7 separate regions of the Mus musculus genome follow, and regions 2, 3, 4, 5, 6 and 7 are each linked to region 1. A link is a contact called in public ChIA-PET, Hi-C, HiChIP or PLAC-seq and Micro-C data. All regions are on one chromosome and are shown on one strand. The core of a region is the stretch at or near the end of the contact, and the rest is flanking DNA. Distances in the headings are between cores, read along the strand shown.

The links. A called contact is a pair of places that touch in the nucleus more often than the background predicts. ChIA-PET counts read pairs in DNA pulled down with a chosen protein or histone mark. HiChIP or PLAC-seq counts read pairs in DNA pulled down with a chosen protein or histone mark.
Region 2: a contact with region 1 is called in a Micro-C map of the G1E-ER4 cell line. The contact joins the promoter of Tmppe here to the promoter of Stt3b in region 1. A contact is called at or near these places in 2 of 484 Hi-C or Micro-C datasets (both in the G1E-ER4 cell line).
Region 3: an H3K27ac HiChIP or PLAC-seq map of extraembryonic endoderm stem cells shows a contact between it and region 1, with 5 times the contacts expected there. The contact joins the enhancer-like site here to the promoter of Stt3b in region 1. A contact is called at or near these places in 3 of 39 promoter capture datasets (hippocampal neurons, liver and pre-B cells) and 2 of 115 datasets of contacts at active chromatin or transcription factors (extraembryonic endoderm stem cells and large pre-B cells).
Region 4: a Hi-C map of B cells shows a contact between it and region 1, with 14 read pairs. The contact joins the promoter of Tgfbr2 here to the promoter of Stt3b in region 1. A contact is called at or near these places in 1 of 39 promoter capture datasets (embryonic stem cells), 2 of 484 Hi-C or Micro-C datasets (B cells and the MNK3 cell line) and 9 of 115 datasets of contacts at active chromatin or transcription factors (astrocytes, bone marrow-derived macrophages, effector CD8 T cells and 6 more).
Region 5: a contact with region 1 is called in an H3K4me3 HiChIP or PLAC-seq map of bone marrow-derived macrophages, with 2.9 times the contacts expected there. The contact joins the enhancer-like site here to the promoter of Stt3b in region 1. A contact is called at or near these places in 2 of 39 promoter capture datasets (the C10 cell line and pre-B cells) and 3 of 115 datasets of contacts at active chromatin or transcription factors (bone marrow-derived macrophages, large pre-B cells and memory CD8 T cells).
Region 6: an RNA polymerase II ChIA-PET map of memory CD8 T cells shows a contact between it and region 1, with 39 read pairs. The contact joins the enhancer-like site here to the promoter of Stt3b in region 1. A contact is called at or near these places in 2 of 39 promoter capture datasets (hippocampal neurons and liver) and 2 of 115 datasets of contacts at active chromatin or transcription factors (embryonic forebrain and memory CD8 T cells).
Region 7: a contact with region 1 is called in an H3K27ac HiChIP or PLAC-seq map of acute myeloid leukemia, with 6 times the contacts expected there. The contact joins the enhancer-like site here to the promoter of Stt3b in region 1. A contact is called at or near these places in 4 of 39 promoter capture datasets (the C10 cell line, embryonic stem cells, hippocampal neurons and 1 more), 1 of 15 datasets of contacts at CTCF or cohesin (large pre-B cells), 7 of 484 Hi-C or Micro-C datasets (adipose-derived mesenchymal stem cells, cerebellar granule neurons, cerebral cortex and 4 more) and 16 of 115 datasets of contacts at active chromatin or transcription factors (acute myeloid leukemia, astrocytes, bone marrow-derived macrophages and 12 more).

What each region holds. Positions count from the first base shown.
Region 1 is chr9:115,308,364-115,312,617 of GRCm38.p6, forward strand. It overlaps Stt3b (STT3, subunit of the oligosaccharyltransferase complex, homolog B (S. cerevisiae)), which reads right to left and starts at 2,105. Exons shown (of 16, transcript NM_024222.3): 1 at 1,389-2,105. The coding sequence starts at 1,693.
Region 2 is chr9:114,398,966-114,403,219 of GRCm38.p6, forward strand. Tmppe (transmembrane protein with metallophosphoesterase domain) reads left to right here and starts at 2,130. Exons shown (of 2, transcript NM_001200002.1): 1 at 2,130-2,304. Glb1 (galactosidase, beta 1) reads left to right here and starts at 2,113. Exons shown (of 16, transcript NM_009752.2): 1 at 2,113-2,304. The coding sequence starts at 2,227.
Region 3 is chr9:116,206,760-116,211,013 of GRCm38.p6, forward strand. No RefSeq gene overlaps it. Among named protein-coding and RNA genes, the nearest start is that of Gm4668, 20 kb to the left of the region's middle. Within about 2 kb of position 1,947, at least 23 of the 459 cell types and tissues checked have an H3K27ac peak or open chromatin away from gene starts, as enhancers often do. A contact at or near this core is called in extraembryonic endoderm stem cells, where this site is marked.
Region 4 is chr9:116,173,246-116,177,499 of GRCm38.p6, forward strand. Tgfbr2 (transforming growth factor, beta receptor II) reads right to left here and starts at 2,118. Exons shown (of 8, transcript NM_009371.3): 1 at 1,699-2,118. The coding sequence starts at 1,792. It overlaps Gm40582 (a long non-coding RNA gene), which reads left to right and starts at 2,399. Exons shown (of 3, transcript XR_871320.3): 1 at 2,399-2,491; 2 at 2,666-2,774; 3 at 3,466-4,254.
Region 5 is chr9:116,131,870-116,136,123 of GRCm38.p6, forward strand. The region is part of intron 2 of Tgfbr2 (transforming growth factor, beta receptor II); the gene reads right to left. Among named protein-coding and RNA genes, the nearest start is that of Gm31292, 11 kb to the right of the region's middle. Within about 2 kb of position 1,957, at least 29 of the 459 cell types and tissues checked have an H3K27ac peak or open chromatin away from gene starts, as enhancers often do. A contact at or near this core is called in bone marrow-derived macrophages and pre-B cells, where this site is marked.
Region 6 is chr9:116,090,024-116,094,277 of GRCm38.p6, forward strand. Tgfbr2 (transforming growth factor, beta receptor II) reads right to left here. Exons shown (of 8, transcript NM_009371.3): 7 at 2,923-3,050; 8 at 1-534. The coding sequence ends at 355. Among named protein-coding and RNA genes, the nearest start is that of Gm31014, 38 kb to the left of the region's middle. Within about 2 kb of position 2,083, at least 43 of the 459 cell types and tissues checked have an H3K27ac peak or open chromatin away from gene starts, as enhancers often do. A contact at or near this core is called in liver and memory CD8 T cells, where this site is marked.
Region 7 is chr9:116,056,315-116,060,568 of GRCm38.p6, forward strand. The region is part of intron 14 of Gadl1 (glutamate decarboxylase-like 1); the gene reads left to right. Among named protein-coding and RNA genes, the nearest start is that of Gm31014, 4.0 kb to the left of the region's middle. Within about 2 kb of position 2,352, at least 55 of the 459 cell types and tissues checked have an H3K27ac peak or open chromatin away from gene starts, as enhancers often do. A contact at or near this core is called in acute myeloid leukemia and bone marrow-derived macrophages, where this site is marked.

The DNA.
Region 1 (4,254 bases), core at 855-3,354:
ATTGATTGTTTCAAAGAATACTCTATCTAGTTAGTTAAGACTTCACAAATATTCGTAGGTTCGTATGTAATCTCCACCAACATGATTTTCTCCTCTGGTTCCAAATAACATAATGGTCATTTATAAAGCAAATCTAATGTTAGAAAAAAATGGAAACCTCTTAAAATAGGACGAAAACACCTCACAGCAGGCCATCACTGTAGCTCACTGCTTCTCTAAACAGGTTTTCCTTGAGTAGGCCCCTCTGGTGTTCAATAGATATTGCAGCATAAATATTTTTCTTAAAGTACAACTTAAATCTGATACTTAACACATAAGCCCCCCCCAAAAAACTCATTTATAACCTATATATGTACTAACTCTTAAGAAGATTCTCTGTGCATTTCAAATGGTAAGACAAATACCCTACCGTTTAATTATGTCTAATTACAAGTAAGATTAGTTCAAGGTTGATAGGGCAGCCTGAAGAATAAACTAGTTTAAAGAGGCGCGCTGGCGCTCGCTCTCAATCTCTCTCTGGGGGAAAAAAAAAACAAAAAACAAAAAACAAAAAACAAAAAACTTAACTCAGGTTGGGCCAGGAGGAAGAAAGTGAAAAGCAATCTTCCCGTGTAGGTAACTCAGTGTTCGAAGTTAAGTCCCTAAAACCAGTGAGTGCCATGCAGAGCGTGCAACTTCGGCACCACAATCTAGACTCTCAGCACTGTGGTACGGCTTGCTCTCTTCTCCACAGACCTTCCAGCAGACACCAATAAAAGAACTCATGCAACCCAGTCGGATATTGTAGCAACAACGAGGGTGAGAGTTCAGCTAACAGAAAAACGATCTCGCTCTAAAAAGCAACGCAATACAACTGTGCAAATAGTGTGGCGAGCTGAGAGCACTTAAGGGCCTTAGGGGGGAAAGAGACACTCCGGAAAATACCTGGTGCTGGAAAAACACGAGGCGCTACCACTGCGCTCGCTTTCGGGATAATATTTTCCCCCCCTACATTCTAACACTCCACTCTCCCGGAAAGAAAGCATGAAACTGCGAGGCTGAGCGGACAAGGGGTTCCAGTCACCACCAGCAGCCAGAAGGCAATCCCGGGGCTGCTCCGATGGCAGGAAGGAGAGAAATGAAATAAAATGCAACAAGGCGCAAAGCTGCGGCGGAGAGGGCGTGGGGAAGGGGGCCCCCGGAGCAAGCCGGGGCGCGGCGGCGAAGAGGCGCCGCGCGGAGCCGGCCCACCCCGGCGGCCGAGGACCCAGGCTCCGCTCCCAGGCAAACTTCGCCAAGCGGGCAGGGGGCGCGCCCGGCCCGGCCCGCGGGAGACCGGGTGGGATCCGAGGGGCTCCAGACAAACGGGGACCGCGGGCTGCCTGCGGGGGAAGGGCGGGCACACTCACCACGGGTCGAACTCGTGGATGATGCTCTCGAAGCGGATGACGGCGAAGAGGCGCGAGCTGAAGCCGGCCAGCCAGGCCAGGAAGAGGATGGTGAAGGAGAGCAACGACTGCCACCCGGCCGGCTGCGACAAGCCCCCGGACAGCCCCGCGGGGGGCCCCGGCTTCGGCGCCGCCGCCCTGGACGCGCTCTGGGTTCCGGGCCCATGGTGCCCGTGGCGGCTGTTCCCCAGAGCCATGAGGCCGCTCCACGGGGACGAGTTGAGGGACGACTTGTGCTTGCTCTCCGGGGCCGAGGGCTCCGCCATGTTGTGCCCCGGCGGCGGGTCTCGCTCGTCCTCCGCGGCCACCGCCGCCGCCTGGAGCGAGGGGTGCTGGGCGGAGACCCAGAGGAGGAGGAGGAGGGCGACGGCGACGACAACGAGGAGGAGGAGGAGGCGGAGGCGGAGGAAGAGCTGGGCGCGCTCCCGCCCTCAGCACCGCGAGGCCGGGACACTGGGGGTGGTGGAGGCGGCAGCGATCCGAAGTCTCCGCCTCAACAGTGGCCGCGACCGTCGCGGTCTCAACCCAAAAGGCCCCTGCGCCCCACTAGCCATCCGTGTCCCCCGTGCGGCTGAGGAGGCGGCGGTGGCGGCGAGAGCCGACGGGACGAGGGCGCCAGAGGAGCGGCGGCTCGGAGCGGCAATGACATTCCCCCGCCCGCCCAGCCGCGAGGAGCACAAAAGGGGAGGAGCCCCCTGGAGTCCGGGCGGAGCTCAGGCAACCTTTGACTCCGCCCCCTCGCCCAACAGGAACTGGCCCCTCCGCCTGTCACAGAGCGACAGGTCCGTTAAGGGGCGGGGCCGGAATGGCGGCGTGCGCCAATAGGAGCGCGAGCGGGGCCTTGGGCGGGGCTTCGGCTGAATGGCCCTCCACCCCCTCCGCCTCGCGGCCTCCCGCCTATTCGCCGCCGGCCGTGGCTACGATTTCATTGTCAGTTGAAAGACGCGGTTTCGCGCGCGAGCCCGTTCGGGGCCCTGGGGAAGGGCACCAGGAGGTTCGGCTCGCTTCCCCGCGCGGATTCCGACTCGAGCAGCAGAAGGTCCCACGTCCCAGTCGACCGAAGGAACAGAGAGCACGGCTTGGCCGGGTGCTCGGCGGCCGTGACTTTTAACCCGCTCAGCGCGGGGCGCCCGCCACGTGACGGGGCGCGCAGGCGCGGTGCGGGGCCCTAGGCGCGTGGGTCCAGCCGCTGTGCTGAACGTGCCAGAGTGAGTGGCTGGGTCGCTACATTCTCTGTCCCCGCCCTGCTGCTCTGAAAACTTGGAGTGGGCAGATGTCGTCCGAGCTGCAGTAAGATGTAGCCAGGCGGACACACACATAAATGTCACATTCTTTTTGCTGTGTTCTCCAGGACTTTTTTTTTTTTTTTTTTTTTTTGCAGCTCAATCTTTTGACTGCAAGAATTCATTATTTACACCTGCCTACGTTCCGTCACCAAATTAACTTTTCCTGGACTGTATTAGCTATTGCCCAATTTTCACTCTAGCCAACTGAAACGTAGGAACTTTTCCTTGTCTGGGGCAGTTTGCTTGTACCTTCTCCTTCCTCCACAACTAGCTCCGCCCATCCCCAAAAGGACAAAAGTCAGAACTAAAGATCCGGAGGGTCATTGCAGTGTTAGAAGCCCTCTTGGCAGGTACAGAGGTTAATGTAGAAACAAGGGCCGGCTAATATTTCACTGGTTTCTCGTGTACATTCACAACTGTCCATCTTGTTAGGGAACACCAGAATCTTTAAAATGTGTGTAAAGATTAAGTCCTGTAAATTTGCAAAATAAAATTATGTTCCGTTGCTCATTGTCAAAGGTTAGGTAAATGAACAAATGTACCTAACTAATAGGCTCAGCCACTCCCAACCTGGTGATTAACTTTGCCGGTTTCCTTATAAAAATAAATAGACTCTCATCAGGGAAAATGAACAGCTTCCATAAATAGACCTCCTCACCACCATTTTAATATCCAACATTTATTAAACATGTAAATTTTAATGAGATTCATAGTGGAATATTAACCAATCCCTTAGAACAAAGAGGTGACATGGCCTTTCTCAGAAAAGTGCACATTAAAATGGCAGCGTTTATTTTTGCCCATGTTTCATGAGCCAATGTTCTATTAATCTAAAATAACAGAATTTATCTGACGACTCTCATTTTAGACATTTTGGGTGTCTCTGGTGTTGCAGATGTTCCCTGATGAGTTTCTCTGTCTTCTTCCTCTTGGCTGTTTAATCGCGGGAGGCCCCATGTGAAGGGGAGTAGAAACAATTAACAATAAATTATAAAACACAAGTCACCTGTGTGGGACCATCCCTTCATCTTTGTGTGTGAGAGTGGGCATACATGTACTAAGGCATAGCATGTGGAGGTCAAATTACATGCTCAGATGTTGGTCCTTTTGACACACCAGGTTAGCCTCCTGTCTCAACCTGTGGGTCTTGATCCTTGTGTCAAACTTCTATCTCCAAAAGTATTTCCATGGTGACTCATGACAGTAGCAAAATGGCACTTATGATGTAGCAACAGAAATAATTTTTATAATCGGGGGTCACCACAACACAAGGAGTTGTATTAAAGGGTCACAGCATTAGGAAGGTTGAGAACCACTGCCTCAGGGCGTTGGGATTATAGGCACCTGCGGTCATAGCCAGCCTTTTATGGTTCTGGGAATTCAAACTGAAGTCTTCATACTTGCGTGGCTCCTTAATATAAAGTGAGTTTATCTGAGAACACTGCGGAACACGGTTCAGAAACATAAGGAAACTCAGGGTCATGATGTGGACAAGGACAAAGAAGGAGCCCGTGGGAAAGCATGAGGACGTACTCTAGCGG
Region 2 (4,254 bases), core at 880-3,379, 910 kb before region 1:
TCTAGAGATGTCTATCTAGAGTGGCATGTAACCCAGGCTAGCCTCTTATTTGTGGAAATCCTTCTGCCTCCCCCTATAGAGCATTAATGATTACAGGTGAAAGCCACCACACCACAGTGGCTTAGACCACCAAAGACAGAGCTAAAATGTCATGGACAAACTGGAGATCCAGGTGAGAAGATGACAGGAGTTCATTTAGAATCCAGTGAAGGAGTTAGTCTGTCAATAACCTAATTTAACTACATGTTCTACCTATCAAAACACACTGTGAGAGTGGACAAGGCAGTATACACCTCCCATCTTAGCATCTAGGAGGCAGAGGCAGGCAAGTTCTCTGTTTCACATAGAATCTCAGGGCAGCCAGAGCTGCATAATAAAGGCCCTGTTTTATAGAACTAAAACAACCACTGAACCATAGTAAGTTCAAGGACAGCCTTGAGATCCTGTTTTTTAAAAAAATTCAAATTTTGGGCTGGGCGTGATGGTACACACCTTTAATCCCAGCACTTGGGAGTCAGAGGCAGGCAAATTTGAGTTCAAGGCCAGACTGGTCTACAGAGTGAGTTCCAGGACAGCCAGGGCTACGCAGAAAAACCCTGTCTCGAAAAACCAAAAAAAAAAAACCAAAAAAAAAAACAGCTTTATTTAGGATATTTATTTGTATATTAGTATATATGACCCCGTGTGTGAATGCCCACATGTGTGTATGTGCGCCATGGTGTACATGTGGAGGTCAGAGAATGATATCTGGTGTGTGTCCTGCTCTGAGGCCGTTTGTCCTACTGTTCTCCTTTGCATAACCCAGGCTACCTGGCCCCAGAGTTCAGGATTCGCCCATCTCACTGTAGGAGTGCTGCGCTGTGCAGGTTCTGAGAGTACTCACTCCCGCCTCCCTCTCACATCGTCGTGCCCCACCCGTATCCCCACCCCAAACCCTCTATCACTAAAAACAACTACCAGCCCAGTCTTCAGGCTATCTTCTAGAGTTCCAGGCCAGCTAAAGATACACAGTGAGGCCGGGCGTGGTGGCGCACGCCTTTAATCCCAGCACTTGGGAGGCAGAGGCAGGCGGATTTCTGAGTTTGAGGCCAGCCTGGTCTACAAAGTGAGTTCCAGGACAGCCAGAGCTACACAGAGAAACCCTGTCTCAAAAATCCAGAAAAAAAAAAGATACACAGTGAGAAGCTGCCTCAGAAAAACAAACAGAAAGAAAGAAGGAGAGAGAGAGAGAGAGAAGGAAAGAAAGAAAGAAAGAAAGAAAGAAAGAAAGAAAGAAAGAAAGAAAGAAAGAAAGAAAGGAAGAAAGAAAGAAAGAAAGAAAAAGGGGATTTAGGGGTGTGGCCCAATAGTAGAGTACTTGCCTAGAATTAATGAGGACCTGAGACTCACCGATAGCATTGCAAAAAGTAAGTGAAATAAATAAATAAATAAATAAATGAGATAATGCCTAAAATAAATGAATATTGTTATTGACTACAACTCATTAAAGCTGGGAAAATCTCATGTATATTTAAGTCAACGTCAACTAAAGCAGAGGTGATGACCCATGGCTATACTTCCAGCATTCAGGAGGCAGTAGGCGGAAGATCAGAAGTTGCCAGAGGGAAGGGCTACTGTTCTCATTAAAAATCAGGGCACTTCAAAATAACTTGGCCATAGCTGAGTCACACTTAGAATTCCTCTGTAACCTACTACAGTGCTTCTTCACCTTTGCTTTCACTGAACCTCGGAGCTGGGTCCGGGTCTAGGACTTCAGGGTTTCTGGGCTGGGGCCCAGAGTCTGCATTTCCATGTTTAAGTCTCGTTGGCCTGTGGACCACACCTTGTGAATGTTAGACCACGTGCTAGGGAGAGTTTTAGGGGCTAGGCTTCTAAGGCCAGAGCACTGAGGACTGACTGGCTGGTTTCCTCTTCCCTGCTCAGTTCTTTTCTGGCAGCCGGGACAGGCTGAAGGCCCCTGTGAATGGCCAGCCCCTGAACTTCATCATTGCTCATTCAGGGGTGCCGCCATTCCGGAAGGAAACACAGTTGTGGGAGATGCATAGACCACAGCTGCTTCTGAGTCACGTGGCCTACAGAGGCTGGACCTCCACTCGCAGCACAGAGCCTCGGGGCGGGGCGGAGCTGGGGGCGGGTCCTGGCATAGGGTCCTCAACAACCCCCGGAGGTGCAGCGGCTGGCCAGAGCGCCCACTGCCTAACGGAGAGACCCCATCGTGGCGCGATCATGCTCCGGGTCCCCCTGTGTACGCCGCTCCCGCTCCTGGCACTGCTGCAACTGCTGGGCGCTGCGCACGGCATCTATGTAAGTCTCCGGTGCCACCGCGCGGGGACGCTCCGCCGCTGGGAAGCGGGCAGAGGCCGAGGAAAGCCGCGGCTCTGCAAAGTCGGGATCCGGGTTACCCTCGATCACCCGCTCAGAGCAGGCAGGCCGCCGAGGCGCAGGCAGTGGTCGGGCCTCCCGTAGGAGGCGGGCCGGACGGGCGGGGCGCGCGTCCTTCCTGGTTGCTGGCGCGCGTGGGTTCCGCTGCGGCGGTCCCGTGTGCACGGACCTGCTTCCCGGTTTGTGCAGCGCGGTCGGGGGCTAGCTGAGGTGCGCCTGAGTCTTTCCAGCTTCGGTTTCTGGGGAGAGGGGTCCAGGCTGCGCGGGGCTGCTAGAGGGCTCCGCGGGCAGTGGCGTGGGGCGCGATCCTTGCGGAGTTCGGGCTTCATGGAACGCTCCGGAAGGAGAAAAAATGGGGTCAGGAGTGGCTCCTGCAGTGGGGTCACAGGAATATTCGCTTTCAGAGACTTCTCCCTTTTCAAACATACTGTTCATGTTTCTCGCTAGCCACCTGCTGGCTGCTTTTAGTTTGAGGTGTGCATCGCCTTGTTTGTTGGAAGCCTTTTTCTTCTTTTAGGGTTTGGCGGTGCGGGAGGAGGGTGGGAAGAGGCCAAGTGCTACAGGCGAGGTCTGGGTGGCAGGGCAGTGGCTGAGGCGCGTGGGACACGCACCTGGGGAGGTCTGCACCGAACCTGCGAAGGGGACAGGGCGTGGTGGAACGGGGCTCCTACTCATTTGCACTTTGAGCGAGTCACCTTGGGGCCCTCCAGATGGACTGAGTCGGGTAAGTTCAAGTACTTGGTAGTAGACTTTGAACCTTGTAGACTTGTAAAAATTACACTCTTGGAAATGGCACACGTTTATCTAAAACCAGAGTTGAAACTTGTTTAAGTTTCTGGAAAACAGTTGCTGAAAATGCTTTCGATTAAGGAGAACGAAAATTTAGTGCCGGCTGCTCCGTCAGAGCTTGAGGTCTTGAGAACCAGTGGGCAGAGGCTCCAACAGGTAGGGGAAAGGAACCCATATATCTGGAGTGTCAGGATGGGCAGGAAGAGATAAGGATTTATGGAGGTGTCACCAGTCTGATGTAAGTCACCAGGCAAGAAATTGAGGTGCCCTGTGAGAGCCGAACCCTGAGACGCTGCTTTGTGATCTCCGCGGGAATTCTTAATTATGTAGCTATCCCTCTTGAGCAGTTAGATTAGAGCCAAGAAATTCCAGCCAACTGGCTTTCAGTTATTTTTGTTTGTTTGCATCTGCAACGTTAACTCTCAAACTTCAGACCTAGATTAAAAATTAAAGCCGGGTGGTGGTGGTACACACCTTTAATCCCAGCACTCGGGAGGCAGAGGCAGGCAGATTTCTGAGTTCGAGGCCAGCCTGGTCTACAGAGTGAGTTCCAGGACAGCTAGGGCTACACAGAGAAACCCTGTCTCTAAAAACAAAACAGAACAAAACAAAAAAAAATAAAATGTGTGTGTGGGGTTGTTTAGTTTTGGGGGGGGAGTTGGTTTTGTTTTTTTTTCCTTTTTCAAGACAGGGTTTCTCTTTGTAGCCCTGGTTGTCCTGGAACTCACTCTGTAGAGCAGGCTGGCCTGGAAGTCAGAGATTCTCCTGCCTCCACCTCCTCCTCCTCTCCCTCCTCCTTCTGTTGTTGTTGTTGTTAGATTTATTTATTTTTCTATGTGACTATACTGTAGCTATCTTCAGACACACCAGAAGAGGACATTGGGTCCCATTACAGATGGTTGTGAGCCACCATGTGGGTGCTGGGAATTAAACTCAGGACCTCTGAAAGAACAGTCCATATTTTTAGCTGATAAGCCATCTCTCCAGTCCCCTCCTGCCAAACCGATTGCACATTAACAAGCAATACACTTGTATGAAGATATGTCTCTCCGTTTTGGGCTAGAGCTGTAATTACTTTAAGAG
Region 3 (4,254 bases), core at 697-3,196, 900 kb after region 1:
TTAAGCACACTGCTGGATTTTGTTCAGGGAACTGTGGAACTGGTCTGCAAATGGCAACTGGCTTGCTCTTAAGAGGCTATTCTAATCCCCATTGCCTTGTTCAAATACCATACGCTTTGAGACCCTCTGGGATTTCCATTTCCCCCATACATTGCTGCCTTTTGGTTCTGTGGCAAGGAGTTATTCTCACTAGAACAATAACAACAAAACCTCTTTGTTCTTTCATAGGTCTCTTGGGTGCTTTCAGTGGCATTGAACTCACACATAGATTTGTTATTGCTTGAGACCATAAAGCCCATATCTCAATGGGGCCATTACAACCTTGCAACATGAGATAAACCACGCCATAGCCATATAGTATTTATTTGAGAGATTTCTGAAGAACGAGAGGAATATGTGTGGTAGAAGAAAGGATGGGGGTTGCTTGAATCAACTCTTGCCTCAAGGATCATGGGAAATTCCCTCTAAATTGAAGCAACAGTTCTTTGTGGCAGATACTGTTCTTTTCCTACCCCAAATCCATTTCCCCTCCTTCCTTCCTAGCAGCATCCTTGATTTTGTTCAGAGCTTCAGTGTATATAACACACACATCTGGACACACACACACACACATATTCTGGAATTCTTCTGTAGTGGAGGAACAATTTCAGCTCAAATTCTATGACTCCCAGTGGGATCAAATAGCAGAAGCTCTAGGCATGCAGATATAAACATCTGGGAGTAAATCTATGATAGACCTGCTGAAACCAGAGAGGAGTTAGTGGTGAAGAGCATTTGCTGCCCTTGTGGAAGACCTGACTGTGGTTGCCTGCACCTACCTAAAGGCTCATAACTGTCATTCACTCCAGTTCCAAGGCATCAGGAGAAACACTCACACACATAAAAAAAAAATGTTTGAACTTGTGAAATCCTAATGGTTCAGTCCAGCTAATTGCGATCGAGAAAAACTTCTCAGTCTCACTAATCCCAGCAGTTAGCTAAGGTGCTGTCCTTGAAGGACATCACCTAAATACTAAGTGGAACTTTTGATATGATCCTTACAGCTTTGCACCTTTTTTCTAGCTCATTATTAAAACAAACAAACAATAATTCAAGTATAAAAAAAGAGCTTAACCCTAGTTTCTTTGCAGTCCAGACTCAGTGAGCCCATCTTGAGCACTGAGATGGGAGCGGTGTCTCAGAGGTGCTGGAGGAGGGGCACTCCTTTATCATCCCTGAAAGGAGGAGGCAGCTGCTGAGTTTCTTTCCTCTCTGCTCCTTCACCTTCATTTCTGTCTAGCAAATATGCATGGGTTTGAGACGGAGCCTGTAACTCCCACGTCTGTGGTAGATGTTGCCCGAGTGGATGATGGAGAAAATTAAGGGTAAGCTATGTTTTGTATGACAGTGTCCCAGCTCACCCTGCCACCTTTGTCCCACGAGAGGAAGGCAATCCCTTTGCATGACTAAGGCCTTATCATGAGGCTTAGAAGTAGTTTGCTGTTCACGAAATTCTAGATAATCGGCCTTTGTTCTGACATAACTTGGTTGCCGATGCTCTAGTGTTGGGCCCCATTTTGGCCCTGGTTTGGGCCTTGAGGACAAACCCGTGCCTGAGTTTTGAGATCTCTATCAGTCATTTCCGTATCGGGGTGACTCAGCAAGACCTGTTTGGCCCTGCCTCTGCCCTGCCGTTGCTGATGTAGAGCTTTGCCATTGGTTCTGTTCGTCACTCCATACCCTCTGTCACCCTTCCACGCCTCCTACATCATTTTATCCCACCAAAAATCCCCCTCCCTATGTTCCAAACTTATATAAGCGAGAGGCTGATGTCGTAAAGTTGAGTTCCTGCTTTGACAGACTCCCGACCTGCATGTTTTTCTTTTGGACCATCACACTCGCCATCCTGCTCAGTCCCAGAGAGACCCCGGCAGGACCAAGACCTCTCTCTTCTCACCTGGACCTGCTGGCAAGGAGCCGGCATTCTAGCTGTTGTTGTTGTTAATCATTTACCCCATCTTCCTATGGAGAAGTGCTTACCCACACATCCCCAAGTTCTTTCTGTCCCTCCTAGGAGAAAGGCAAGCATTGCCCAGATGCTGCTCTTGACTTTGAACTTGACCTTATGGCCAATGGAGTGTGAGTTTCTCAGAGCATGGCACACTTACACCAGTTCCTCTCTTATTAGCATTTCCCTGTGTGGAACAGACCCCCAGCCTGTCTGTGTTGAAGTTTCCACATAACATGAGGAAGGACTAGACCTGTGTTTTTAAATGTCAGTGAATTTAGAAATGGCACTACAACACAACTGACTTCACAGAGGGAGACCTACTGCCTATGGCCTTGAAGAAGTCCATGGAAGAAATTACAGAAGGATAAAACTCATCACCCAAGGAGGGGGTTATGGGTAGAAGAGGGTAGGGAGTTGAATCTGTCTGTCCTGACCAATTCTTCCATTCTACCAATGGTTTTCTTTTGTATGACACGGCAGAGTACACACAAATTGGGCCTCTGAGCCTAGACCCTGGGGTCCCAACTGTAGTTATTAGCTATCTGTCATCTCTACTTGTCTGTCATACATCTCAATTATGCATCTATCTATCTATCTATCTATCTATCTATCTATCTATCTATCTATCTATCTATCTGCCTAACTCTATTATTTACCATTAATCATTTATCACCTATCTATCTACCTACCTACCTACCTACCTACCTCTCTCTCTCTCTCTCTCTCTATCTATCTATCTATCTATCTATCTATCTATCTATCTATCTATCTATCTATCTTTTTATCAATTGTCTATCTAATCTATCTTTAGCATCTCTGCCATGTATCATCTATCTGTATCTTAGCTATCTTCTATCTTCTATTTTTATTCCTTTATATATTTTCATCCTCTACAGGAAACAATATGCATTAACTGAGAGTGAAGGCCAAGTTCAAGCCAGTTATACTTTTTGTCCAAAATGACGTTACTAGGTATTTTTCCGGAAATATTTTAGTCCTAAGTTCCCAGACAGCCTAGTTTCACCTGTGCTCTCTCTTCCCTCCCCCACAGGCTCAGTAGGAAAAAAATGTACACTGCATAGCATTTGTTTAAACAACTTAAAAAAATAGTTTGCAGTTAATCTTTTTTTCTTTTTCATAAAGGACAAGGTGCTTGGAGTCTCGGAGTTTCTTGCTATGAGTTGCATAGCATCAGAAAATTAGAGTATAATTATTAAGCAGTGGGTGGTATATCTGCTTGTTAAAATACAAAGTGTGGGCTAGGATCGTGGTCCTGAGCCAAGAGGCTGCCACACACGCCTCTCTCATGGCTTTAGGGCACTGCTTTCTTGGCATGTAGTTGTGTGAGTGAATTTTTTTTTTAAGTGGCACCCCATAAAACCATGAAAAAAATCAGTTCCCAAAAGAAATCAATTTATTTTATTTTAATGTGTGTTTAAAGACCATCAAGAATGCAATCTACTTTATTGTTTGAGTAAAACAGGCACGATGCCCTCATGCTTTCCAAGGAGGAAGAAGACTCGTGTATAGTAAGTTACACCTGAGGCAGCCTGTTAGTATAGGATCTGAAACCTCAGGGGATAAATCCTTGCCCGCTTGAGGGAGGGGGATGAGACAAGAGCAGACCGTTTTATACATGGAGCAAGTTTTCAGTTTGCTTTTGAGGCCAGACCTCATGGTGCACAGCTGTAATTCCAGCACACAGGCCGCTGAGGCAGGAGGGTTGAGAGTTCAAAGCCAACCTGAGCTGCAAACAAATAAAAACCATTCCTCCCCTTAGGCCCCTACCACTCCTTCTCTTGGATGTTTTTCTGGTCTCCAGGCCTCCCCAAAAGATCTTTTAATGAATAACATTTTGGACAAGCAGTCTAGAAATTAGGTTGGGGAGATTAGCAGAGCAGGTAGAGGGTTTCAACAGATAAGCTCGGCTTACTGGAGCCGCCTTTGAAGAGTTCTAGACATCTATATATCTAACTGGTATTTCCTACATTATATGTTGTGTGTCTTGAGGTGAGGGTACCTATGTGTAGGGGCCAGGAAACTGGAAAGAGGCTCAAGAGGAACAAAAAGAAACTTTAAGGGTAGGGGCAGGTAAAGAAGGCTCCTGGCTTGCTTTATGTTAGTTTGGCACAGACTAGAACATCCGAGAAGAGGTTCTCAGTTGAAAAACAAAATGCCTCCATAGGATTTGCCTGTGGGCAAGTCTGTGTGGCATTTTCTTAATTAGTGATTGGTGTGGGAGGGCCCAGCCCACTGTGGGTGGT
Region 4 (4,254 bases), core at 868-3,367, 860 kb after region 1:
TCACAAATCTTAATCTTGTAAACAAAACTCAAACTGGGGCCTCTGGACTTCGGTTCTTCTCGAGCTAAAGCAAACGTTTTATGTACACAAAGGGAAGGATATTCTTTCTGATGGTCTTCAGCAAAACCCAGCAGGGTTTTTTTTTTCTTTTAATTTTTTTTTCTTGTGTGTGTCTATATGTGCTTGGGGTAGGGTTTGTGAGCACAGGAAGGGGCAGAGGAGGAGACCAGGGGTCCTCTGTCACTCTCCATGAGTCTCTATCACTCTCTTTGAGTCTCTCTCCGAACCTAGAGCTAACCTGGCATCGAGCAATTTCCAAAGGGTTTCCAGTCTTCTCTCACTAGTGCTGGGCTGGCAAAGAACCACACCCAACTTTGCATATGGGCCCTCGGGATTTGAACTCACGTCCTCAAGCTTGCACAGCAAACACTCTTAGCCACTGAGCTAAATCTCCCAAGCCAGCTTTAAGGGCCTGGGTTAACATGAGAGACAGTTGACCTTTCTGGAACTGCACTTCAATGGAAACCAACGACACGAACGCGGACTTTATGAAGCAACAGGACTAAAACCTGTTAGGATTTTTGCTGTTTCCCTTTGTGTGGCTCTTCCCTTCTGAAATGGTCCACTGCTGTTTGCAACACGATCCAAAACTCTTAAATCACCTCAACTACCGATGTCTGCAACGAGCTCTCTTGCACCCTACTTCCGCGCTCCCCAACACACACACACACACACACACACACACACACACACACACACACACGGCCACCGCAATCTCTGCATTTCACCCCAAATCGACCCTGGCCATCCTCTTAGTTACTAGGGAAGGTCATGGAAAGCCAGTGATGAAAAGAGTGTAAACTTTCACAAACTGAACCACTGCATTGTACAGTAGGGAAAACTGAGGCCCAGAGTCATGTGACTTGCCCAGATCGTGGCCCTAACTCTAACTTTAGAGTTAAAATGCCAGATTTTAAACTTTCCAAGCAAACCCTTAGGAAGGAGCCCTAGAGCCTGCTTTTCTCCCTTAACTAACCCCTGCGATGGGACCTGGAGGACAACCTGGGTTAGGTGTTTCCATTGAATAGTAGCTGCTGAGATCTTTCATTCCAGGCAGCATCCCTATAGTCCATCACTTAGTAGGCATGCACTAGATTTTTCTCAGCCATCAACCTGACCACCCTCACTGGGTCCTCATCCCGGCAGGCCAGGAATCAGCGAGGATAGAGATCAGTTCTCTTCTCTAACTTGTATCCAGTGAGTCACGGCCCAGAATCCCTCCCGAGATGGCAAAGCTGAGGACTGAGAGTCTGGCTCAGTCGCGGTGTCTAGGGCAGTAAGCGGCCCAGGTGTGCAGCAGCTGGGCGTCCAGTCCCCTGCCGATGCTCCTCCAAGTTCCAACTTCTTAAACTTCCCTTTCCGGGGCTCCAGGCCCCTCGCGGCCGACCTGGCCTTTCGTGCGCGCACAAAGGGGGTCAGGAGCGTCCCCAAGTCCCCTGCAAGTGGACTGTCCTGCTCTTTTGCGAGAGATCTTGCCCGGATCCCCGCGGGCCTGAACCGACTCGGGCCGCTACAAACTTCCCGTTTCCGCTCTCGCACCGGGTCCCGCGGCCGACTGTCAATCGCTGCCCTGGGGGCTGGAGGAGGAGCGGGGAGCCCCAGTGAACCCCCAGGGTCGCGCCCTGGCCACTCACTCACCCGACTTGGGAACGTGCGGCGGGATCGTGCTGGCGATGCGCGTCCACAGGACGATATGCAGCGGCCACAGGCCCCGGAGCAGCCCCCGACCCATGGCAGCCCCCGTCGCTCGTCATAGACCGGCCCCTGGTGCGCCACGAACCGAGCCTCGGGGACCCCGGGCTGCGCCTTTACTCCTCGCCCTCTCAGGATGCGGGCCAGATGTGGCCGGCGATCCCCGGAGCTCGGAGGCCCGGAGGAGGCCCCCGGCGGCCGAGGAGAGCTGAGCAGGAGGCTGGGGCTCCGTCCCCCAGGCGAGCGTGTGCGCGCGCGGGGGGTGTCGTCGGTCGGTGCGCGCGAGTGACTCACTCATCAACTTTACCCGGGCGCCGAGAGGGAAACAGGAAACTCCTCGCCAACAGCTGGGCAGGACCTCTCGCCGCCGGAGAGCCTTCCAGCTCCGGCCCTCTCCTCCAGCTTCCAGCCCTCGCCTTCCTCCGGCCGCCAATCAAGGCCGCTGGATTGGACCTTGCCTGGACTCTACAAACTTTTAGCTGCCCACTCCCAGCGCTCCCACGCAACCCCCACCCCGCCAAGTCTGGGCTCCAAGTTCAAACTCAGAAGTGACTAAGCGCACTTTTCGCAAAACAAGCTCGAAAGTGGTGTAAACCACTTTCCTTGATACACCTCCAGGCACCCCCACACCTTCTAGGCATTACTCCCAGGGGCTTCATAATTCCATTGAGACCCAGGAGAGAGCTCTGAAATGTAGCTTCAGAGTCCCGAACACGTTGCTTCCCCTAATAAAATAAAGGTAAGCACTTCTTCACTAGAGCTTAGTTTCAGTTTTATGTACATGCATGTGTGATCACGTTGTAAAGGACTGTTTTTTACTGTGGAACAAAATCCAGGAGTTTGTCTCAGAGTTTAATGTGCGTATTAATCACGTTGGGTTGTGAATTTAGCTAACCTGCAGGTTCTGGTTCAGTAGGTCTGAACCCAGAGTGTCTGCATGTCTAATGAGCACCTGGGTAGAGCCTCCCATTGGAAGGACCGTTTCCTGGGCGTGGTTTGCTGGGTGAAGCTCTGTGATCAAGGTAGGGCTGATATTTTCAGGGTGTTGCCTCTAAGAAACTAAAGAAATTAAAGTATGTTTGGGGCCAGACGATGATGGCACACGTGGGCGGGTCTCTGTGAGTTCAGGGCCAGCCTATTATACAGAGTGAGTTCCAGGGCAGCCAAAGCTATACTGTCTGGGAAAACAAACAAACAAACAAACAAAAACCCAAAAAACAACAAAAAAAAGTGTCTTTGGTGGTGGAGTCTGCTTTTCAATGATCGCTCTTCGATAAGATAATTCGAGTAAGGAGAGAAAATACTTGGCTGGAGGTAGAAAGGCTATCAGTAGGAAGACCCATCAAAATTTCCATTCTTTCTGGGGTGACCATGTTTTCCAGAGACAATCTCTACAGTGTGTGTGTGTGCGTGCGCGCGTGCGCCTGTCTGTGTGCAGCACGGCCTGTTTTTTTGTTTTTGTTTTTTTGTTTTTTTGGTTTTTGAGACAGGGTTTCTCTGTATAGACCTGGCTGTCCTGGAACTCACTCTGTAGACTAGGCTGGCCTCGAACTCAGAAATCTGCCTGCCTGCCTCTGCCTTCCAAGTGCTGGGATTAAAGGCGTGTGCCACCACTGCCTAGCTGCCTGATTTGTTTTTAAGGGTTCATTTTACTGTATGTGTGAGTACCTTGCTTTCATGTCTGTATGTGCATCATGTGCATGCCTGTTGCAGAAGCTATAAAAGGACATAGAACCTTCTGGAACTCGGGTCACCCAAGGCGGCACAAGCCACGCATCCAGGAGGTGACTATGTGAGTGCCGGGAACTGACTCTGGGTCTCTGTAGAAACTGCACATGTTCTGCATCTCAGAGCGGCCTCTCTAGTTCCCTGCCTCAAATGAGCTTCCCACTGATCCTGGAGATGGAAGATGAGCTAGACCAGCTAGTCACCAACCCAGACATCCTCCTGTCTCTGCTTCACCAGTACTGGGGGTTCAGATGCATCTGTGCCAGCTCTGTATGTATGTGTGGGGGTGTGTGTATATGTATGTGCACATCTGAGTGTGAGCTCATGCACATATGCTGAGGGTAAATTTGTTAAAATTGGATTTCTGAGTTTTTGATTCAGCACCAAACACTGCTTCTGGATGCACCTTCTAGGAAAAGGTCATCTTTTATCCAAAGAGTTCTTGTCTCGTGCATCTGGTGAGAGAATGCATGGATAGACAGTAGGAGGGTGCGCGCTGCTCAGCGCACATGCAGTCGTGCACTTATACCGTGTTAGTGAGGGAGACAGGCTGAGTTCAAAGTCGGATTCCCCATCTTCCTTCTGGGGTGGTCTTCTCTCAGGCTACTGCCATCCCTTGAGCATTTGTCTTGCAGGTCACTCATCCACAGGCAGGGTCACTCTGGGTGCTTCCACTCAGTGCCTGAGATCTGAGCTGAAGGCATTTTTAAAGTGCAAGCTCTGTCACTATCATTGAATAGCATCACCGAGCTCGAGGAGCTAGTAGGAAGCAAA
Region 5 (4,254 bases), core at 707-3,206, 820 kb after region 1:
ATAATAATAATAATAATAGTAATAATAATAATATATCTCTAGAGTAGAATTCCTGGATGCACGCACAGAGTGATGCCCATTGTGTGGCAGTGGTGACACAGATGTCTCATAGCTTCTTCACTCTGTCCATGGTGGACGTAAAGCATGTTTTCCACAAAAACCTTATCAATCAATAAACAAAGAGCTTGGCCCACTGCCCTGGATGTCCCACGTTCTCTTAAAGAAATTCTGGTTCACTGGAGCTGGATATGAAACTCAGTATCTTAAATCATGAAACTGGGAGTTCCATCCTCAACACTGTATAAGCTGGCCATGGCGGTGCAAACCTGTGAGCCAAGCCCTTTGCAGGTAGAGGATGGAGAGTCAAGAGTTCAAGGTTATCCTCTGCTATGTATATGGACTTTAAAGCCAGTCCAGGGTACATGAGACCCTGTCTAAAATAAATAAGTAAACAGATCAGACCAGCTCACGGGAATCGATTAGAGGTGCGCACGTAAGATGGAGACACTAGAAAAGTCATTGCCCAAGTGGGCAGGGAGGTCACCACCACAGTGAAATACAGAGGTGGCAGTGACAGATGCTAGTGGTTGAGCTGATGTGGTCCCAGGCAGATGGCTGTACCCTCCAATGTGAGGAATGAGGGATGAGAAAGCAGAGGGGACAGGGGTATGGTCAGAGAAGCTGGAGGCTGTCTGCAAGTCCTTGAGGTGGAGTCAATTTTCCACCTAGAAGAGTAAAGAAGGGGCCGAGGACAGTGGTGGAACCATCCCCTGTGCAAAGGCCATGACAGTTCTCTCAGGTGAGGGCTAGGAACGGCCAGGCTTATGTCTCCTCCCAGATTCGCTCCCTGACTCTGCCCACACTGTCTTGTGTTTCCCCACTGCCTTCCACCCCTGCTCTACTGGCTCTCCTTGGAAATCTGATTACACCTCAAGGACCTGCTAGTGACCTGACACTTCTCAGACCACATCCCCCCACACCACAGTCACCCCAGCTCTCTCACCCTCATTCCTCACATTGGAGGGTATGACAGCCTCAACGCATTAGCTCAATCCTCAGTGTTCGTTTCTGCCACCTTTGGTCTCTAATTAAACAATACTCTTCATCCTAAAGTGGGCAGCTAATAACCACCGAATGGTTCTGTTTGATTGTTGGTCAGGCTATGTGGGTCACGCACTCCCTAATAACTTGCCAACAATTATATTTCCGAGAGCCTCGGTCTACCTTGTTCAGACACTATCTCCAGTGTGTCGAAGAGAACCCGCCATATGGAATCTGTCTTAGTTCCTTTTCTCACTGATGAGACCAAGTACCCAGGAAAATAGCAACTTAAAGGAAGGCTTTTGGCTCATCCTTTGAGGGTATAGTCTACCAAGGGGAGGCAGAAGCAGTGGGAGGCGGCTGGTCACATGGTATGTAGTCGTTAAGCAGAGAGGAATTGAGTTTGTTAGCAACATCTTGCAGTTGACCAGTAAGACAACCCTGCCATGCACTCCAGCAAACAGAGAAGAGTTAACTCATTTTCTTTACCACACTAAAGATTAGACACTTGGGCTGCATGGGGCTGAAGGACAGGCGCTGGCCCTGAGGCAAAAGGGAGGGACTTCTGCAAGAGGTCCCCTTCGGGAGGTCTGAGAGGGCCCCTTGTACTCACTCACTCCCCTGGTGTTAGCTTACTCCTGCCCTGAAGGTACCAACTCCAATGCCTGCCTCCCGACAGTTACTTTCCTTGCTGTGAATCTTAGATTTCTGTCTTCAGCATTTCACCCTGTGACCTTCTTTGTTGCCTGGGCACAACACCTGCTTCCTGGGTCTCTAAAAATACAAGCTTATATATTTAAGATCTGCTTTCTTGTGGTAACAGTAAACACAGAAGAAGAAGGAAAAAAGCAAGCCCATTCATCCCTCTCTAGCCTCTAGCTCATTTCGGGAAGGATATTTTTAGGTAAGAAACTATTTTGAAATCCTCAATGTCTTGCAGAACGTTCTCTGCTTAGCTAAAAATATAGGCCTCAATGGGCTCCGGACCTTGTTTAAATTTGGTAGCAACATAACAATGGATATACTTTTTTTCTGCAATGGTTATGTTTGGATCCATTTGTGAAACAATTCATTCGATCCCTTAGATTTTCTTACAAGATAATAAAACAAAGAAATAGGAGACTGTATTTATCACAATCAGATTTCCCACCCCCCTCTTGGTATTGGGTGTGTTTGGACTAAACATTATTTGCTGGCTGGGAGACTCTGATGGTCTTCTCAACAGAAAATCAAGTCTTTGGGAGATGGAATTTAGCCATTTAGCCTTCTAACATGTTAACATCTTAGTCTAGATCGGTGGTTACCAACTATTCCCACTGTGGACCAGGCAGTACTACTCTTAAGCAGCCAGAGAAACAGCAAAGCCTGGGTGGATTTCAGATGTCCTGACTGAATGGTTCTGAAGGTGGCCTGGGCCTTGGGTTACTAGGAGAATGCCTGCCCCCCACCCCCCCATAGGCTCATATACTTGAATACTTGGTCCCTAGTTGGTAAAACTCTTTGGGAAGGACAAGGAGGGTAAGTTTGGTCTTGGAGGAACTAGGTGTGATGAGATTTGAGGTTTAAAAAAACTACCACCATTCTCACTGTGCTTTTAGCCTCCCACTTGTGGATCTAGATGTGAGCTCTCAGCTGACTCTACCACCATGTCTTTGTTCCACCATGATGGACTCTGTCCCTCTAAAACCATCTAAAGCCTGATTGTACACTCTCTTCTATAAGTTGTTGTAGTCATGGCGATAGAAGCCTCTATACTCATGCGGGTGTGGGTACCTTTGGAAGTCAGAAGAGGGAGCTGGAGCCCTTGTGGAGGCTGAGTTACAAATGCTTGTGAGATTCTAGGTAAGAGTTCTGGGAACTGAACTCCAGTCTCTGCAAGAAAACCATGCACTCTTAACTTCTGGGCAATCTTTCCAGCCCCAAGGCCTCTGGACTTTTTGAGGCTACACAGATGATTCTGATGTGCAATGTTGATTAAGATTTCTAAGCTACAATTAATGGGGGTGGGGTGGGAGGAAGTCCAGGACAAATGCAAATCAAGGGGCTGAGTGTGTGACTCTGCTGGTAGCATGCTCAAGTTCTGGTTCCCCTCAGCACCACATAAATGCAACAAAGTGAGGCATGCTTAGCATCCCAGCACCCTGTAGGTAGAGGCAGGAGGATCACAAGTTCCCAATGGTCACTTGGTTACACAGGGAGATCAAGGCCAGCACAGGCTACCTGAGAGCCTGTTTCAATCTCAAACTGGTGCAGTGCTGATGGAAAACTTCCCAATGACCCTGGGAAGAGCTCCCCTGTGAGGAAAGCCCCCAAAGATGGCATCTGCTCCTGTGCGGCTCCTTTCCCGGGGTGGCCAGTTCTTGTCTAGCAAAAGCTTAGATGTGAGAGAACAGAGACACAATGACAGGGTAGCCACAAAAGCAGAGGAGACTGATGACAGCAGCGGCTACAGAAGCCACCCAACAGAGGTGTTGACAGGGGTAAGTGCCTAGGGCTGGTGCTGGGCAAACAGGCCTAACAGGAAAGAAACAGATGGGGCCAGCAAAATAGAGAGAGAAAAGGAAGGAAAGGAAGAAAGAAGGAAGGGAGGGGGGGAGGGCAATGGGAAGGGGAGGGGGAGGAGGGGAGGGGGAGGGAAACTAAGAGAGCAACTCACAAAGCTCTTGATGCTCCCTGCCACAACCTGAGCTGACCAGAGCAGCATGACACAGATCACCTTGCCTGCTGCCCTCCTAGGAGGTCTGAGAAAGTCTCTTCATTGATCTTTGAGAGAAAGGGGAACAGCACCCCACACCTCACATTTGGAAGCGTGGGCATTTGGAAGGGCAGTAGATAAGGGGAATGTAGACTTCTCAGCGCCAGCTGGGGGCACGCTTTGCCTTTTTGTTTATTTCATTTTTCCACCATTACAGCAAAGCAGAAGGTACCACAGTTAAGGTTCAGTCGGGATATTTTCTTCCCTCCTCTTCCTTTTCTACCTCCTTGGATTCCTCTATGAAAACCTTACACAAGGCATGATCAATACAATTCACCCTGACCTGGGAACCCCTGACAGAGGTTAGCTGACCGAGATCACTGCCCACTAACAATCCCATCAGCTCCCGGAAGCCTATAAACCTTCAACCTTTTCCCTTTAGACCAATATTCTCTTCCCTGTATGTGACAGCCACCCCCTGGCCTTTTGTGAAACTGTTTGGCAAGACAGTCACTTTC
Region 6 (4,254 bases), core at 833-3,332, 780 kb after region 1:
TATAGATATATATAAAACATAGCTATTCGTATTTACACACAGGCATTAATAAAGTGCAAACGTTATTGGCTGTTGTAAAAATCAATCTCATTTCCTGAGGAGGTGCTAGCACAGCTTATGCCATGACAGTCTCCAAGGCATAGGACGCTCTCTGTCACTCATCCCCCGCCGCTGCCACCGCCGCTATGGTTGTTGCTGCTGCTGCTGCCGCTTCTAAACACGGGGCAGCTCCTGGGGAAGAAGGGAGCAAGTCCTTGGTTTTCCAGAAGCATCAGTCAGGAGAGAATCCTGCTGCCTCTGGTCTTTGGCTAGAGGACGGCTTCTGGAGGCTTGGCCCAGCCTGCCCAGAAAAAGCTATTTGGTAGTGTTCAGCGAGCCATCTTCTGGAATCTTCTCCTGGGAGCAGCTCCTCCCAGAGAGTCTCTCCGGATGCTCCAGCTCACTGAAGCGCTCTGCCACACACTGTGCTGTGAGACGGGCTTCGGGGTCATGGTCCCAGCACTCGGTCAAAGTCTCACACACGATCTGGATGCCCTGCAGAGGAAAGGAGGGGGGTCCCAAGGGCACCGTCAGTGGGTGGTCTCCATGGAGTTAGTATCAATACATCATTAACAAGGTCCACAGTTCAGAATAAGGCTCACTCTTTCTATGTGTTCATGTGTAGGTAGGTGTGGGTCAAAGGTCACTGTCAGCTGTCTTCCTCAAAGACACCTTACTCTTTGAGACAGGGTTTCTCATTGAGCCTGGAGCTCACTGATTTGGGATCCTTCTGCCTCCTCTTCCTTCTGTGCTTGTCTTACAGGATTACATCATGGCCACCAGCTTTTTACATGGGTACTGGGGATTCGAGCTCAGGTCCTCACCCTAATTTGCAATAGTGCCATCTCTCCAGTGCCTAGGGTCTACTCATGGTGGCATACATTGTATAGAATGTAACAGATATATCCATTACAGGGTCTGAAGGACTTCCGTTCCTCACTTTAAGCTGGGCTCTCTCTTTCCCTTGACTCTTTCATGGCCTCTGGAGATTTTCTTCTTTCAAACTGTAACCGTGCTAGCCCATAGGTACCCTTCTGTTTGAATGGAGCTGGACCCTCAAGCCCAGAGTGGGGCAGGCATTAACCTGAGCTCATTTGGTAAAGCCTGTCTTTCACAGAATGACTTATAAGTTGCTTCCAGAATTGCCTAGGGTGACTCAGACACCCCCGTCATCTCCATTGACATTAAGCTAGGCCCTCTGACGTGACTGTCTTTGTATGTCAAATATGCTTGACTGTAAGATATTTCAAAGGTGGCCCTCCCCAACACAACCCTACTCGCTAAACTCACTCCCACGCACGGAAGGCTGTCTAGAACAGCAAAGCACTCTATCTCAGCTGGATTTCATTTTGTGTCAAGAATGTCTTCCTTAATGTTTTGAGTTCTTTGAGAAAATCAGAAGGTAAGTGCATGGCCCGAGAGGTGGAAATAAGATTAGCTCTTTCCAATGTGGAGGTCAACATTGCCTCTCATGATCTCCATACTGTTGGCAAAGATACATCTAACACTCTTGCTGGAGAGTTGGTGTTTGCCAGGCGATACCAGCAACTTTCACAACTTCTGGGGAGTTCCCCTCCCTGCCCCCAGTTCTTGATGTGGGATTAATTGCATAATTCACCTAACTGATGGTATTGATTGATGGCCCTGTTAAGAGTAGAGTGTTATTGTTGCCACACCAGAAACATTTATTTTGTTCTGACACAGTAATTACAGGCTGTAAATTAAATTAAATATTAAGCATTACCTTGAAATCAATAGGGCAACAAATCTCATTAAGAGAAAAAAATGTATTATGCAAATTCTTTCCAGAATTTTATCATAATGAATAATGACTTCATTAAGAGAACTTTACAGGGGAGACTTCAAGAGACGGTGACAGAGTTTCAATGGAGCATACCATTCCTGGGCCTTCTAAATCCTGAGATTCTACAAACAGCCTTGCATTTTTAGAACCAAAGACAATTTGCCTGAGACTCCCTCTGGTAAATACTCTGACCCCGGGAAGCCTGGCTCACCTACTCCCCATCACAGGGCTGGCTCTGGGCCAGGGCTGCTCTGAGCAGACTTCCTGCCCCATTTGTCTTCCTGGCTGTGCCTGGCTTGCTGTTTCTGGCTCTCCTTTGAACGCCCCTTGCCTTGAGGCAGACCTTCCCAGCCACTGTCTGCAAGGAAGAAGGACTTCATCTGAAAGAGCCATAAAGGGCTATGCTGGATGGAAAAGAATCGGAAAAATACCGGTCTAGCTCTTTCTTTACTGAGGCTTTCTCGGGAACATCACACCTGTGGCCAACCATCTCTCACTCACAACCTACCCTTTCTTCTCTTCTCCTCTACCACGGCTATGAGCATCCTTAACTTCAGGTTCTGACAGTGAGCTGTGAGGATGTCACTCAACAGGTGGCCCGGCAACCTCCTTCACCTGCAGGCTCCTCTGCATTGATTTCCGGTCCTCCATTGTGGTGAGCCAGCCTCCTCTTCCCTAAGCTCATACACAGTGTCCCTCTCGTTTCCATACACAGCCAGCATGTATGAGCACACCAGCTACCTGGCAACGCTGTTTGCTTCCAACTGCTAAATATTTCTTTCTGAGGTTGAAGGACCTCAGAGGAGCAAAGTCAGAGCACAGAGGGAATGAGGTGTAGGCTCCTTGTGTGAAGACTTGGGAGGTGACCGGAGGCACAGCTAGCAACAGATCTCAACTCTGCATCCAGAGAGCTTGGGGAAAGTGACCAGTGCCCTATGGTGCTTATCTGCGCTTTCTATGGGAATGCTGCGTTAGCCTACTGAATGCAACCCTCAAGGTCATTCGCTTATGCTGGAATTTTCCTTACGAACACAAACCCAACAGAGTTTCAGAGAACCAAGGAAGCCAGCCCTCCTTACCTGGTGGTTGAGCCAGAAGCTGGGAATTTCCGGCCGCCCTCGGTCTCTCAGCACACTGTCTTTCATGCTCTCCACACAGGGGTGCTCCCGCACCTTGGAACCAAATGGGGGCTCGTAATCCTTCACTTCTGTGAAGAGAACAGGCAAACACAGACAAGATGAGCATAGGGTACATACACGACTGCGGGAAGTGTGCTGGGTGAGAGCCTGGCTGGGTAGTATGAGGTACCCGAGGGCAGAATGAACCTGCCATTGCTAGAACACTTGCAATGGTGGTGGGTTAAAATAAGAAGGCAGGGGTGGTGTTGGAAGGATGCTGGGACATAGTCCATTCGGTGATTGATTGTTCAATCCTTCTAGACATCATGCTAATAGCTGACACCTAGGGAATAAGGCAGACAGGAAACCAGCTTTCCCATAACGCAGGCACTCTCAGTTGGCGGGGAGAATACTTTTTTTCTAAGGGAAGAAACAGATTATCATACATACCATGGTACACAGACAAACTCATACCACAAACATACAAACAAAACACAAAATACTCATACATACAAAATAATAAAAATAAATAATTAATTAATTAAAATAAAATACTTTTTAAAAGCTGTATGTATTTCAAAGCTTCTTGTCCTCCACAGGCCCACAGTAATAAAACAGACTCAATAAATGATGTTCAATTTCATGGGAACATTCGCCCTCCAAAGGAATGGAGTTCTGAAAGATGCTCTAACCTGGATGGTTCCTGAAGACATTAATTAGTAAGAGAAGTAAGCCAGACACCAAAGTGGAATATTGTGTGTATGTGTGGAATATCCATGTAATGTCCCCACCAAAACTTTCACTGGAGATTAGCCACTCTCATGAGGCACCGAGAGGGAAGGGGGCGGGGGTGACCTTCATAGTCAGCTGAGGGAAACTCTTCCTTAGTAAATCTTTTCACGGATTCTTAGACGTCTTTGAGAGTGGGTCTGTTACTATAGCCAGTTTAAAGCTGTCCTGGTAGTGCAAGGTCTCACCACCCAGGAGTTCAGTGTCTACCTGTGTCACACAGGGACGATCTGTCTCTAACAAGGCAAGCATGACAAGCCAGTCTGCTTCTCACACTGTGGTGGTACAAGGAGCACCAGGCCACACTGCTGGACTTCCTGCTCTCCAGAACCGTGAGCCAAAAGAAAGCTTCTCCTTTAATGACCCAGCCTCAAGTATTTTATTGTGGCAGTAGAAAGGAGGGTTAAATCGCTCTGGAGCCAGACTCACAGAGATGAAGAGAGAGTGGGTGTTTCTCTGGGAGTTAGGAGATGATTATTAGGGGCGAGGGGGGTAGAAATGTGG
Region 7 (4,254 bases), core at 1,102-3,601, 750 kb after region 1:
GAGTTATCATCTGGTGTCTTTCTTCCCCCGTCTCTCCTTACCTTATATTTCAAGGCAGGGTTTCTCCCTTGAACTCAGAACTGGCTGATTCAACCTTCTGGCTAGCCGGCTTGGTCAGGGATCCCTTGTGTGGTGGTTTGAATATGCTTGGCCCAGGAAGTAGCACTATTTGGAGGTGTGGCCTTGATGAAAGACGTGTGTCACTGTAGGAGTGGGCTTTAAGACCCTCATTCTAGCTGCCTGGAAGTCAGTCTTCTCCTGTCTGACTTTGGATAAAAATGTAGAACTCTCAGCACCTCTAGCCCCACATCTGCCTGGGCACTGCCATCCTCCCTTCTTGATGATAATGGACAAAACCTCTGAACCTATAAGCCAGCTCCAATTAAAGTTGTCCTTTATAAGAGTTGCCTTGGTCATGGTATCTGTTCACAGCAGTCAATCCCCAAGACACCTTGTCTCTGCTCTCCTGGGGCTGGGATTCCAGGCAGGCTACCACTACCACCTAGCATTTACCTGCGTGCTAGAGATTCAAACTCTAGTCCCCTCATATGTACAGGAGGCATGACACCATCTCTCTAGCCTCCCTAAATTTCTTACAATCGTGTCTTCTTCCAGGACTCTTGTTATTTTAATAACAGGAATGCAACCTGTCTAATGAAGCAGACTGATGGTGTCATTTGGCCAGCATCTCTGTATGGATCTTCCAGCCAATAAATAATCACCTCTTGGTGTTTTCAGACAAATGCGGTTAGGGTAGATTTTAGGAACAGACTGTGTCCTTTTGATATTAGAACTCCAAATTCACATCGTGGACAACTGTACTAGGTAGTCAGGGCATATCTGTGGTCATTGTTCCACAATGCCATCTGTCTTTTTATTCCGTTGACGTAAAGGTCCACTCTTGATAGAGATGATAATTTTCTGGACTCTTTCAGGAGCAGGCGGCACTTTTTTAGAATCTTCTATGGCGATGCTGGAGTGGCTCTCCTCTGCTGTGCCGTCTCAAGGAAGCCTCTTGGTCTTTCTGTGTTTGATGTGTCATATCGGTCAGCAAATTTAATTGCCCTCAAAGCATATGTTGGAGTATTTTTCAGAAAACTGTTTTAAAAGAAAGGAAGGAAGGAATGGAGGGAGAAACAGCTAGAAGGAAGAAAGGAATAGAGGGAGGCAGGAAGAGAGAGGGGGAGGCCACTACTACCCTATGGTTGTTGGCTCTCAGCAAGGTGAAGAAGATTCTTTTTTTAGTGAAATTCTTGATAATTTCATCCTCGAGTGCCAGTTTCTGTCTGTTCCCCTCAGCAGACAAGCCAAAGCTTAATTTGCTTCATTGGCTTCGACTTTGACAAATCCAGACTCCTGGGCAGTAAAATTTCATAGGCATTTAAAAAAATTTTTTTTTTTATCCTTGGCTCATTTATATTTAAATATCTTCACCACCAGGAAACTTAAACATTTATGCACGGAGGTGACACACTCCTTACCATCTCTCAGGTCAGCCGTGGAACCCGAGCCCCAGGCTCTTGATGCTCTGGGTGGTCCTTACTGGCCGTGGAGCGGGCACTGCCCTTTTCCACATCCCTTTAGGATGGAGGCTTTGAGCTGCTTCTCATTATGATTGCACTGCTTTCAAAAGGAAGCTACGGAATGCCCCTTCTTCCCGCCTGGAGAGATCTGTTATTCCATGAAAAGTTTTATTTTCTCATTTGCACACAATTACCATTTACTTCCCAAAAGATGTCCCTGTGGGCTTCTCTTCAGATATCGATAAAAATAGAGCAACAGATTCGCTGACCCTGCACCACACTGGACTTTGTAATCCAGGGGGAAAGCACAAAAGGAGGACTTCACATGTGAGAGACAAACTGATACACTGCCTTTTCTGCCTCATATTGGAAGGGTCTTCCCAGGAGCTGGGGAGAGGGAAATAGGACTTAGGTTTTGGTTTCAGTTTTCCAGGTCTCTCAGTGAAGATCAGATTGGTGAAGAGCAGACCCTTTGCAGAGGGGACTCCCTACATTTGCCATGGCTCAAAAGGGCTCAAGCCCACAATCACACCAAGCTAGAAGAAGGCCAACGGGTGGAAGTTTCTGCAGGTTTTGTTTCCAAAGGCTCAAAGGCTGCACCTTGTTGATTTGCTTTATGTTGTAAAACAATGGAAGGTCCCAAACTGAAACTATGTTCTGCTTAGTATGGTCAACAGGGCCTGGGGAGCAGTGGGGCGAAGCACAAGATGGATTTTTGTTAAAACTAGGACAAAACAGAGTTATTCTAGGCAGTTCAACCAAGAAGACTGATATCAGAATGTCCGTAAGTCACTTCCTCACGCATGTGAGGAAACACCATGTCTGTTTGTGGGTAGTGGCAGTGTTTAGTTTTTTAAAAGGAAGTTGGTTGGCAGGATATCTCCTTCACATATATGAAACTACCTAAGATTTGATAGTTGTATATGTACAATGATGGAATGCCCAGAAGTGGTTAGGGTCAGTGGCCTCGAAGAGTTCCCATTCCCAGTAGATGCCAAAGTCCCACCAGCTTATTGGTATTGTCTTGCTTAGCCAGCGATAGCCTCACACCTATACATCTTCTAACTTAGTAGTCATGTATTCGAGAACTTGAGAGATAATTGTCCCATCCACTAGAACAAGTACTATTTCTGTAGACACAGTGTCCCTGTGTAGCCTGGAAGTCACTAAACAGACCAACATGACTTGAGCTCACACAGATTCACTTGCCTCTGCCTGCTGAGTGATAGGATTAAAGGTGTGCAGGGTGCCACAGCAATGACCTTGCACAAGGACTCTCCATTGTTTCAGATTGCCTTGGTATGCCATTGGCACATCTCAGTTCTCTTGCTTCCTGCGAAAACCCTGGGCAGGTGCTGTTCTACCCTGTGAGAAAATACAAAGCAATTTAGGGAAGCGAGAGTTTATTTTGGTTCAGAGTTTAAAGCCACACCCACTCTTGCTCATGACTGTCCCCTAACTCCAGCTCCCGGGCACCCAGTGCCCTCTTCTGGGCTTCACGGGCACAGCATACAAGTGTGCAAGCCTACACTTGCACAGCATGAAAACAGAAACATCATTTTTAAGTAGATTATGTGGGTCTGGTGACCACAGTATATGGATGATCTCACTTAGGACACTTTCAGTCTTGTGGATGCTGTAACCATGACAACAGGCTCACACATAAATTAGGTCTCCCCTGGGCAAACCTGCATCCCTAATTATGTATTCTTACAGCAATTTCAAACCCTCCTCTTCTCCCACTAACTAAAGTATGTCACAGCATACAGAGAAACCCTGTCTTGAAAAGCCAAAAAAAAAAAAAAAAAGAAAGAAAGAAAGAAAGAAAAGAAAAGAAAAGAAAAGAAAAGAAAAGAAAAAAGAATGTGAACGTTGAATTATATTCAGCTCTCTTCTTGGGGTTAAAAACTTTAGCTGCCCCCACTCGTTACTGAATGGTGTGGTACTTACTGAATGCCTTTTGAGTGTGGCATGCTGCAAAACAGGTGCAATTGGCACTGATTTTTCTGATAGAAACTATTGAGGCCAGACAAGTTTTAATTTTTTGATAGCTGGGTTCTCTTGCCCAAGGGCCTCTTCACTGCAGACCACCATGGCTGTCTGAGGCTCGCTTCAAAACACTGGCACCCTGGTATCCACCTCCTCAGGCCCCTATGTGCCATTCACACCATGGAGGCTGTGGGAGGAAACTGTGGCCATGCTGACTCCAGTCTCAGAGATGCCAACACAAGAGCGTGCTGGTCTACCTCCCAAGAGGCGGGTAGGATAAATTGTTGAATCTGGTCTGTGCTAAAGTCACCGTGCTTTGTGGCTCTTCCATAGTTTAAAGCTCACAAGGCTGGGGAGATGGAGACACCTTGGCCAGTAAAGCTCGCGTTGAACCAGCACAAGGACCTGCCTTTAGAACCCAAGTAAAAAAGCTGGGTGAGTCACCAGTATGGAGTCTTAGTGCTGTGACATGGGAGCAGAGACAGGTGACTCTACCAAAGCTGCCAGGCCTGTCAGCCTGGCTCCCCTGTAAAGTTCCAGACCAATGAGAGACCCTATCTCAAACAAAAGCTGTGACTTCTAAACTATACCTGTTCCCCATGCATACCACCACCACCACCACCACCACCTCATGCTCACATCATTATTTCAGGGAGCAGAGGACAGTCCTAGGGATTGAATCTGGTACCTTGTAAGCCCTATGAGAGTGTTCACACATTCCTACAGATTTTGTTATTTAGCT